Regions from separate parts of the Sus scrofa genome. Here region 2 is linked to region 1. The links are chromatin contacts, called in public HiChIP or PLAC-seq maps. All regions are on one chromosome and are shown on one strand. The core of a region is the stretch at or near the end of the contact, and the rest is flanking DNA. Distances in the headings are between cores, read along the strand shown.

Evidence for each region. HiChIP or PLAC-seq counts read pairs in DNA pulled down with a chosen protein or histone mark.
Region 2: an H3K27ac HiChIP or PLAC-seq map of alveolar macrophages shows a contact between it and region 1. The contact joins two enhancer-like sites. A contact is called at or near these places in 2 of 47 Hi-C or Micro-C datasets (embryonic fibroblasts and epiblast stem cells) and 1 of 2 datasets of contacts at active chromatin or transcription factors (alveolar macrophages).

The regions. Positions count from the first base shown.
Region 1 is chr16:33,886,834-33,892,139 of Sscrofa11.1, forward strand. No RefSeq gene overlaps it. Among named protein-coding and RNA genes, the nearest start is that of SNX18, 110 kb to the left of the region's middle. Within about 2 kb of position 2,243, at least 26 of the 83 cell types and tissues checked have an H3K27ac peak or open chromatin away from gene starts, as enhancers often do. A contact at or near this core is called in alveolar macrophages, where this site is marked.
Region 2 is chr16:33,963,934-33,969,200 of Sscrofa11.1, forward strand. No RefSeq gene overlaps it. Among named protein-coding and RNA genes, the nearest start is that of SNX18, 190 kb to the left of the region's middle. Within about 2 kb of position 1,573, at least 4 of the 83 cell types and tissues checked have an H3K27ac peak or open chromatin away from gene starts, as enhancers often do. A contact at or near this core is called in alveolar macrophages, where this site is marked.

The DNA.
Region 1 (5,306 bases), core at 993-3,492:
ACTTAACTTTCAGAAGAGAACAGTAAATTCTGCCTGGGTCAACTCACTGTTATCTTGGGGGCCAAGAGCATTGGCATCATCTGGGAGCTTGTTAGAAAAGTAGACTCTCAGGCTTTTCCCCAGTCCAATTCAATAAGGATCTGCACTTAACAAGATCCCTCCATGTTTTTCATGCACACTAAAGTTAGAGAAGCATGTGTTTAGATGTAATTGTATTTGTACCCCAGTTTCTCTGTTTACAAGAGATGTAAGAATAATGCATCCTATTTACTAGTACTAAAACATATTGAGAACTACGTAATAATAGCGTAGAACAACTTAAGGGACCTGAGTTCTTTGTATGCAAAAAAAAGGAAGCTTTTGTATAAATTAGTTAATTCATGTTCCAGCCACTATGCTTGGCATCAGAGATATAAAAGACACAGTGGCTCTCAAATTCATAGTCTAATGAGGGAGATGTGTAAGCATGGTATTACAGTAACTGTTTACATGCATCAAGAAAGAAATGCTCAGGGGTTTTGGGAAAACAGATGAGGAATCCTGGGCTTCACTCCTGGGCTATGGAGCAGGTTAGAGAAAACCTGGAGCAGATGTCACCAGAGTAGTTATGGACTATCTTGCTGCAGAGGCCACCTCTGTGGGCTTAAGTCAGCTTATCAACCTTGCCAAAGGAAGAGATGATGCTTGGAAAAACAGATTCCAGCGTTAACATCTTTGCTTCATGTCAGTTTTAGTTTCTTGGTTCATAATATGGGCCCTTTGAGACCACTTTACAGATTGAGGAAAATGCAGATGCTGAATAGTGTGTATATTTCAAGAGACTCAGTGTAGGTGACCGATGAAGCCTATATAAGGGTTTAGAGTTCTCTGAACTTCTCAATTTTGTCAACACAGGGTTTTGAATTTTTCTTTTTCTTTTCTTTTTTTTTTTTTTTTTTTTTTTTTTGTCTTTTTAGTGCCACACCCACAGCATATGGAAGTTTCAAGACTACGGGTAGAATCAGAGCCACAGCAACTCGGGATCTGAGCCGCATCTGCAACCTAACCTACACCACAGCTCATGGCAACACTGGATCCTTAGCCCACTGAGCAATGCCAGGGATGGAACCCATATCCTCATGGATACTAATTGGGTTCATTAGCAGCTGAGCCACAATGGGAACTCCTGAATTCCGTCATTGATTGGCTATTTCTCTTCATTTGTTCTCTCTGAATAACCTGAAGTTGGAAATCCTTTCAACAGATATTTAGACTACATTTTCTCCTTCTCTCTATATTTCTATTTGATTTTCTTCAGTTCATTATATTATAAAAATGAAATCACGTTTTTGGATATTTGTGGTTTGGCTGACTGGCTGGGAAACTGTTTTCTGGCATTTATTAATACTTTTTTCTTTCCATTTAAAGAACATTTACTGGATTTGGTACTTGAAGAAAGAAAATGCCAAATTAAGAAATGGGAGGGAGAATAAATGTCTTGTGCAAGCAAAAACCCAGAAAGATTTTTTTTTCTTCCCAGTTTTTATGGATTTGACAGTATTGGGAATGGGAACATTGTTTCTAACAAAATTCAAATTTTTATTTCTCTCTCCAAGGGATATAGCTTTAATTTTTTTTTTCCTTCTTTTTTCCTGCTGCTTTTCTTAAATAGTTTTCTAGGGTCTGATTTTTCTTCTTCCTTAAACTAGACTAAAATAGCCTTTTTGGTGAATACCATCATGGAAGTGAAACAGACAAAGACTCAGCTTGCCTCATACTCGTGATCCGTCTACTTCTCCAGACAGTGCCTGGGTCCACAGTTCACTGCTTCCCATTGCCCTGAGTTACGGCAACAAGGCGAAGACAAGGAGAGCCTTGGAATCTTTTTCTACCCTCCTCTCTTCTGAAGAATTCACAACTTAGCAAGTATTCAACCAGTGCTAACTACTGTATATTGCCAAGCATAACAGACCAACAATGCCTCCCTCAAACTGCAAACCCAGCAGAAAATGATGCAGCAAAAGCAATCGCCAATCTTTGGTTGCCTGCCACTCAAGTTCTTAATCCAAGCTATGTGATTACCTAAGTTCTAAGATGCTGCTGCCCTTTCCTGTGTCCAAAACAAGGCTTACAACTGCAATCCTCTCCACCCAGAATGTGTTATTTGGCTCTAACAAATGCAGGAGGAAGTGCCCTTCCCTGCACAGAAATCCAAACACAGGGCAAAACCACAGCTGGTTTTCAACAGGCCTCCTGTTGTGAGCCCTCCCAGCTGCGCTGCTGTTCTGAAAGTGAGCTGGGGACTAGGGGTTTGAAGCCATACCCTCTGCCTCTTCCTGAGGATGTCTCTAACGAGGATCTTGAGATCATTAGTCATGAGCTGGAGATTTACCAGCATAGCTCACTGAACCAGGTCATGCTTTGTCAGATGTAAAATACTGATGTTCCAACACATGGCTTGTTTGCAAATTGTGCCTTAAATATATACACTCATAATATTTAAAAATATAGTGCTCTGAAGTAATGCTTCACTTATGGCTTTATTTACTCAATAATCATTTATTACATGCCTAATATGTGCCAGGTTCTGTGCTAGGTGTAGCAGTTATGAGGCAGAAAAGAGATGGCATTGCCCTGAGTGGGCTAAGGGTTCAAATCTCTGTCTCATCTGCTTCCACTAAACCACAAGTTCAGTAAGTGGCTGCCAGTATGTATGGAGTACAGGGGGAGGCAAGAGGGAGCAGTAGACTTCACTTAGGCAGGGGGTGTTATAGCTAGCACATAAGTATCTTTTCATAAATTTGAGCCTTATCCTCTGGGCTTATGTAGTTACTACACCAGCACAAGGGACTGGGTGAGTGGATTGTGGGCTGGATTTACCCCACACTTACCTCTGCCCTGATCAGGACAGTTTTCTTTGAGGCTTGGTACTTGAACTCAGTCTTAAAAGGAATGGAGGTGTCCACTGAGAGAATAGGTGTAACAGAGCATGCCAGGAGGAGGGAACTATGGAGCAAAGGTAAAGAGATATGACACTACCTGGCACAGTCTAGGAACTATAAGCAGTTGAACTTGGAAGGACCAGGAATGAAAAAAAAAGGAGAGGTAGGCAGAAGCCTGGTTGTAGCTGACTCTGTGTTCCAAACTAAGAAGCAAATTCTTCATTCTGAAGGTTGTGGAGCAACATTGAGGGGGTTCCCAGAAAATGAGTGATGTGATCATATTACTCATCTTCACAGCAGCATTGAAGTGGGTGATAGGGGTTGAAAACAGGGGTAGGAGGCTGTGAAATAGTCCAGGTGAAGAAGAATGAGTTTTAACTTTCAATAGGCAACAGGGATAGAGAGGTGAGATTAAATATGAGAGAAAAGAAGGTTGCAGAATCTGCAGAACATGGAGTCTGGTTAAATCCTGGAAGATGAAGGAGATTCAGGTGTTGAGGAAGAATAGCTCATAGCTCCCAGGCATCTTGTTTGGGAGCCTAGATGGTACTGCTACTTCTCACTTAAGAGGGAGGCAGAGGAGGGGGAAACTTAATAGGTACTCTCAGAGGAAGAATGCTGGGTGCTGTTGCTGTTTTGGCAGCAGTGACGGGTGTGGCAATGTGCAGTGCAGAGGAGCTTGTCAGTCCCCACGTCGTGTCACAGATGACTAAGGAGTTTTTACACAGATCAAACCTGGAACTTGCACTGACTACTCTATCATCGCAAAAAGAAAAATATTCTTCCAAAACCATGGGTCCATTGGCTCCGACTCAGTTTGAAGAAGCCACTGTCTGCCTTCTCCACTGTCTGCTTTCTCCATGGGTCAGCCTAATATCATGCATCCCCCTGAAAGGAAAGCCTCTGAAGCATGTGCTTGACACACGTCAATACGGACTTGCCCTACAAAATGGGAAGACCACACTCTTTAGCACTAGTAACATATGCCACTCTTCAGCAACGAGGTATACATACACTCGTAGTAAAAAAGTGGCCAGGACTAGAGTTCATACGCATGCATATTTCTTCTTCTAAGTTCTTAACATAATGGAAGTATCTATTTTTGAAACTTTTTTTATGGAGAATTCAAACATTCATGAAAGAAGGGATAATATAATGTATTCATTCATGTATCCATCATCCAATTTCAACAAATATTAAGCTATAATCTTGTTTCCTCTATACTCCCTCCAATGTGCCCTCTTGTCGCTCAGGTTGTAGATTATTGAAGAAAATCTTTTGAAGATATATATATATATGTATATATATATGTATATATATATAGTGTATAAAATAATATATTACATAATATATGAAATATATTTTTAAACTTTATATTTTCAAAGTTTTAAATGCAAGGATTTAGATTTCTTTAAAATGTAAATACTCAATTTCCCTATTAACATTTTATATTAGCAAGTTAGATTTGTGACATTTATAAAACAACATTTTTTTTTTTTTAGGGCTGCACCCCAGGCATATGGAGGTTCCCAGGCTAAGAGTCGAATCTGAGCTGAAACCACCAGCCTATGCCACAGCCACAGCAATGCCAGATCCTTAACCCACTGAGCAAGGCCAGGGATCAAACCCACAACCTCATGGTTCCCAGCTGGATTCGTTTCCACTGCACTGAGATGGGAACTCCAACACTTTTGTGGATTTGTTCAATTTCATTCATTATGTGTAAGTTTTTCAGGTCTAAGAATCCTACATCACATCTAATGCTTACCTCATCTCTCTTCCCTCTCTCTCTCATGCTCTAATGGAAAATGGATGTTGAACACACAAGCCCACTTTGGCTTAAGAGCTCCGATTTCTTCACTATCCTAGGAGTACTTTGGGCACATGCCATTGTGGCATTAATGCTGGGACACACTATGGAATGGAGTTTAGGACAATGGGAAAGCAGAGAATTCAGAAAAAGGCAATGTATCTTTAAAAATATATTTGTGAGCATACCACATTAACTAAATGAAATGGAATTAAAGTCTCCCAGGGTGTTTGGGTCAATGTCTACTTTGGCTGTTCACAGCATGAGGAGTTCTGTGACTGAGAGGTGCTGTGGAAGCCTGGGGAGGGGCCACTGGTTGTTCACCCCTCTTCATCACGAGGCCACTTGGGCACAGGCCATTTGTTCTCTGCTGGCGTCACAGGAAGTCAGTTCTCTCTGGAGGTGCTTGGCTTGAATCAGTGGTGTGTGTGTGTGGTGCCACATTTCTGATGCAATGGCTGCCTCCAGTCAGCCTGTCTAACAAATCTAAGTGCGTTGGGCGGCTGGCTCAGGGCCAGAATGGCGTCAATGCCCATTAATAGAAGTTGACGGAGCTCAGAAAAATGCTTTAGGCC
Region 2 (5,267 bases), core at 323-2,822, 76 kb after region 1:
ATCTAATATCCAGTCCAGATTCAAATTCCCCCATTGTCCCTGAAATATCCTTATAACTAATTTTTTAAAACCAGGATTCAACCAAAATTCATGTTGGGGGTCTCCTTTAATCTATAACATGCTTTTTAATTATTTTTATTTTCCTGATACATTCTGATCACTGACAGGGGTTAACTCTAATAAGGATTCTAAATGAGGGAAGAACGGGGCCACCCTAGATTATGCAGGAGGATCTCTTCAAGAGTAGAGGAGGAGTTCCCGTCGTGGCACAGTGGTTAACGGATCCGACTAGGAACCATGAGGTTGCGGGATTGATCCCTGGCCTTGCTCAGTGGGTTAAGGATCCAGTGTTGCCGTGAGCTGTGGTGTAGGTTGCAGACACGGCTTGGATCCCGCATTGCTGTGGCTCTGGCGTAGGCCGGTGGCTATGGCTCCCATTAGGCCCCTAACCTGGGAACCTCCATATGCCGTGGGAGCGGCCCTAGAAAAAGCAAAAAGACAAAAAAAAAAAAAAAAAAAAAAAAGTGTATAGGAGAACTGAGACTTGGGCTACCTAGGACCCAGTCTGGGCTTGGGGCAACCTGCCAGAAGCACTGTTGGCCTAGGTCAGTTCCAGGAACCAGAAGGGGACTTAACAAATTTGACACAAGGACACTTCAAGACAAGATGACCCTTGATGTGTGAGGAAAGGGGCCTTGCTTGCCCAGATCAAAGACAGTGCTGGAGGTGTGGGTGGGATATCGAGAGAAATGTCACTGTAAGTTGGAGAAGCATTAAGTAGTATGGATATAGTTAACATATCCAGGGGCTGTTTTCTAAAATACCACCTTAACCGAGGCATACCCCATCCTAAGACCCTTCTCGGTCCCCTTCACTCATTCAACAGGTATTTATTAAGAACCAAATTTGTGCCAAGCACTGTTCTAGGCACCATTTTAGCCAAAAATACCTACCCTCATAAAACTCACATTCTAAGGGAAAGATAGACAACTATATATATGTATGTATATGTATATATGTATATGTATATATATAATACACATACACATTTTCCAGTGAAAAGTAGTAAGGAGAAAAAAATGTGTGGTGGGTGTGAAAGGTAGGAAGTATCAAGGTGGGAGTGACAGGTTATGATTTTTGATAGCACGTTACTAGTTGCTGAATAACAAATCACACCAACATTAGTGGTTTAAAACAACATTTATCGTCACAGTTTCTATGGCTCAGGAATCCAGGCATAGTTTGGCTGTGTCCTCTGGCTCAGGCTCTCAAGACTGTCATGGAAGTGTTGGCAGGGGCTGCAGTCATCAGGGCTTGGATGGGGGAGGAGTCACTTCCAAGATCAATCACATGGTTATTGGCAAAGTTTTGGTTTCTTGCAGATTGCTGGACTAAAGGCCTTAGCTCCTTATTGGCTAGAAGTCTCCCTTGTAGCCTTGCCACATCACCCTCTCCATAGAGAGCTCAAAACAGGGAGCTGACTTCCATCAGAGTGGACAGTGAGAGGACCAGAGAGGCTCAGCAAGGAAGCCCAGATGATGTATGACCTGATTGCGGAAGTGGCACCCTATCCTTCCTGTATTCTATTCCTTAGAAATGAGTCATTAGGCCCAGCCCACACTCAAAGTCAGGGGGTGATACAAGGGCATGAAGACTAGGGGATGAGCATCACTGGAGCCATCTGAGAGGCTGCTTATCTCTAGACAGGTGGCCATTGGAGGTCACACTGAGGTGACATTTGAATAAAGATATGCAGCAAGAGAGATGGAGCCATATCTGGAGGAAGTGCATTCTAGGCGGAGGGGACAGAACATGTACAGTCTTCAGGCAGGAGCAGGGCTAGAATAATCTCCCTGTAAAAATCAACTGGATGGTCTCCAAAGTTCCTCCTGAGTTTAACATATTTTGATCCCAAATGCACTAAACAGTAAGATCTCTGAATCCAGTGAACATATGCCATCTCCCATGTGTCCAGCTCTGTGCAAGGCCAAGAGTACCAGCAATCTTGAGCTCAACAAATCACAAATAAAAGGAAAGCTTATCAGGCCTGCGCATAGACCCTTAAAGCTCTGTTTTTTAGAGGGTGGTCTGTGATTTTGATTATCCCATGGTTTGATTTTCTTTAAACTAAGAAACTGTGTGGAAACAAAGATGCTCTCAATCTATCAGCAGTTTTTAACTTGGAGTCTGTGCATAAAATTCAGGGTGTAGGAACTCAGATGAGAAAAATTTATCTCTCTATTTTTACTAAGCTCTAACTTAAATTTAAAGTAGGTGCATAAAATTCAGGGTGTAGGAACTCAGATGAGAAAAATTTACATCTCTATTTTTACTCAGTTTTAATTTAAATTTAGCATGTCCTTCCTTTTGAGCATTGGTGTGGTAAGCAGGCTTCCACATGGCCTCCTTGACCTCATTCCTGTGCAGTCTCCTTCCACTTTGTGTCAGGGTCAGTCTGTGTGATCAATAGGATACAGAAGTGACAGCATGCCACTTCTGAGATTAGGTTATAAAAGACTGCAGCTTCATCTTGGGTGCTTGCTCTTTCTCCATCACTTACTCTGAGGGGAGCCAGCTGCCCTGACTTCAGTTCAGGTGACAAGGAACTGAGGCACCAAGCCAAGAGCCATTGAGAACTAGTCACATGAGTGATCCTGGAAGTGGATTCTCCAGACTTTAGATGATATAGCCGAAGCCCATAGCTTGACTGCAGTCACACGGGAGACTGAGTAGAAACATCCAAAATCTCCTCCTGGATACCTGACCTTCAGAAACTGAGTGCAATGATATCTGCTATTTGTAAATTGCTAAGTTGCATTCTGTAGCAACAGATAACTAATTCAGTAGGCAGCAAACACAGTAGTATTAGCAGGACCTGGAATTTTTGTCTTCAATAGAGATCACTGTTACTTTTATATCAAATAAAACAGTTATTGCAGAGAGAGACTCAAAATATCATCACTACTATAAAATTATAGAACATGTTTTTTAATATATTAATAAGGAAGCATGTATATTGTCTTATTACAATTCAATATTTTGATAATTGAATTTCAATATAATTGATGTCCTTTATAATCCTATATGTGTATTTCAATTTTTTTCTTTTTTGGGATTTTTTTTTTTTTTTTTTTTGGTTGCACCCATGTCATATGGAAGTTCTCCGGCCAGGGATCAAACCTACACCATGGCAGCAACATGAGCCGCTGCAATGACAACATCTTTAACCCGCTGGGCCACAAGAGAAATCCTAATTTTTGGCATTTAAAAAATTTTCTTCTGAGAAAGGGTTAATAGGCTTCACCAGACAGCCAAAGAGCATAAAAAGTTTAAAGATCCTGGATTTGGGAGTTTGGTTTCTCCCTGTTGATGTACAGGGAAACTAAAAACACTTCCTACAGGTACAAGTAAGTTCTGCATGGCCAAGATAATACGACAGGATCTTTCAGGTGCCCAGCCAGCTGTCTGCCGTAAGACACAGGATGTGCATGGTTGGCCAGGCTGGCCTGCTGGAGCCATAATTGGGCCCAAGGGAGGAACAAGCTTCTGCAGCAAGCCTGGACTCCTCTACCACCAGGAGCTCCTCCTGCCATGATTTGCATCAGACGCCTTCCTCCCCTTTTCATCTAGTCTCAGAAATCACTTTTAATTGGCTGCCAAACCTGAAGCATGCACAGCACAGCAGAATGTAGTCACTGTACTGACAGCCATGCAAGAGTCAGCACAAAGCACCCAGTGCTGAGGGGCAGGAGGCCAGGCACAGCAGAGGAGCCAGAGGAGTGAGCTGAATGTGGAACTCCTGTTGGAAGACCATTGCCTCTCCCTTGATCCTCAGGAGACCTTCATGGGGGAGAGTGGCCCCAGGGGCAGCCTCCCAGCCCTTTCTTGAGTGGTAGAAGGTACCAGGACCTCTGTTTCCATAATAAGAATTTGTCTGCTCTTAGAGGTCCTGCGGGGAAGAGCTAGAAGAAAGCCAGAGAATGGTGGCCACCCTCTGGTCTCAGGCCCATTGTAGAGATGTGGACATGAGACCAAGAAAGGCAAAAGATCTCAGAACCATGAGATTCATTTGCCAAGAGGCAGGTCATAATTTTGACTGTCTTGTTGACAGTTATATTTCTTTTTTTTTTCTCAATGAATTTTATTACATTTATAGTTGTACAACCATTGTCAAAACCCAATTTTATAGAATTTCCATCCCAAACCCCCAGCCCATCCCCCACTCCAACCTATTTCCTTTTGAAACCATAAGTTTTTCAAAGTCTGTGAGTCAGTATCTGTTCTGCAAAGAAGTTCATTGTGTCCTTTTTTAGATTCCACATGTAAGTGATAGCATATGACGTTGACGTCTCACTGTTTGACTAAATTCACTTAGCATGATAATTTCTAGGTCCATCCAGACAGTTATATTTCTAAGGCCCTGCAGGGGGATGGAAACATAAAAACGGGCTGAAGGAAAGAGTGAGCACAACCCAATCTGTGTGTTCTTTCTATCACATCAAAGAGTTATATACTTTTACTCAAGAAAATGAGAAAAACCGTGGTCCTAGATGAACTTCTTCATTTCAATTTTCTCTTTGTCAAAACAAATGGTAAATCAGCCTCCCATTTTTCTTCCTCCTTTCCTGATTCCAAAATCTAAAAAACACTCACATTTTGGCAAGCTCCTAGGTCACATTTGTTGTACATTTGATAATCCTGGGCCATCATTGCTTCAGCTTCATATTGAAGCTGTACTCTAGGCTGATGTAACACACCCAGTTGGAATGAAGGGGGGCGGGGGGAGAGAAACTGCTAGGAACTCTCTGTGACCTGGGATGAGGTCACAGAAGGAGGGAGACCCCTGCTCAGAGGCCAGGGTTGAGCCTGGGGTGTCTGAGGAGACCTGCGCTGTTGGATTAACCCCTGTATCTCCACTGCCTCTAGCAGCACCATACGCACAGCACACACAGTAGATGCTTAGCAGAGATTTGTTAGCTTGCTGACTGATTGACCTACAAGCTGAGCCCAGGTAGCCACCACATCCTCCTCTATCTTCTCCCTGCAGATGAGATGAACTACTGAGAGCTAAGGTCCTAACTGATCCAAGATAGGACTAGACTTCAAACGTACCTTCTGGGCTCCAGTAATGAGGAGACAGGAGCCCAGGTAGGGTTCTGGATTGCACGAGCCTATGCACTTTGGCAATATGTACCTCTCTAGTCAGCAAACAGGAACTGGTGGGTATCAAGGGCTGACAGCCAGACCCAAAAGTGTGGCATCATGAT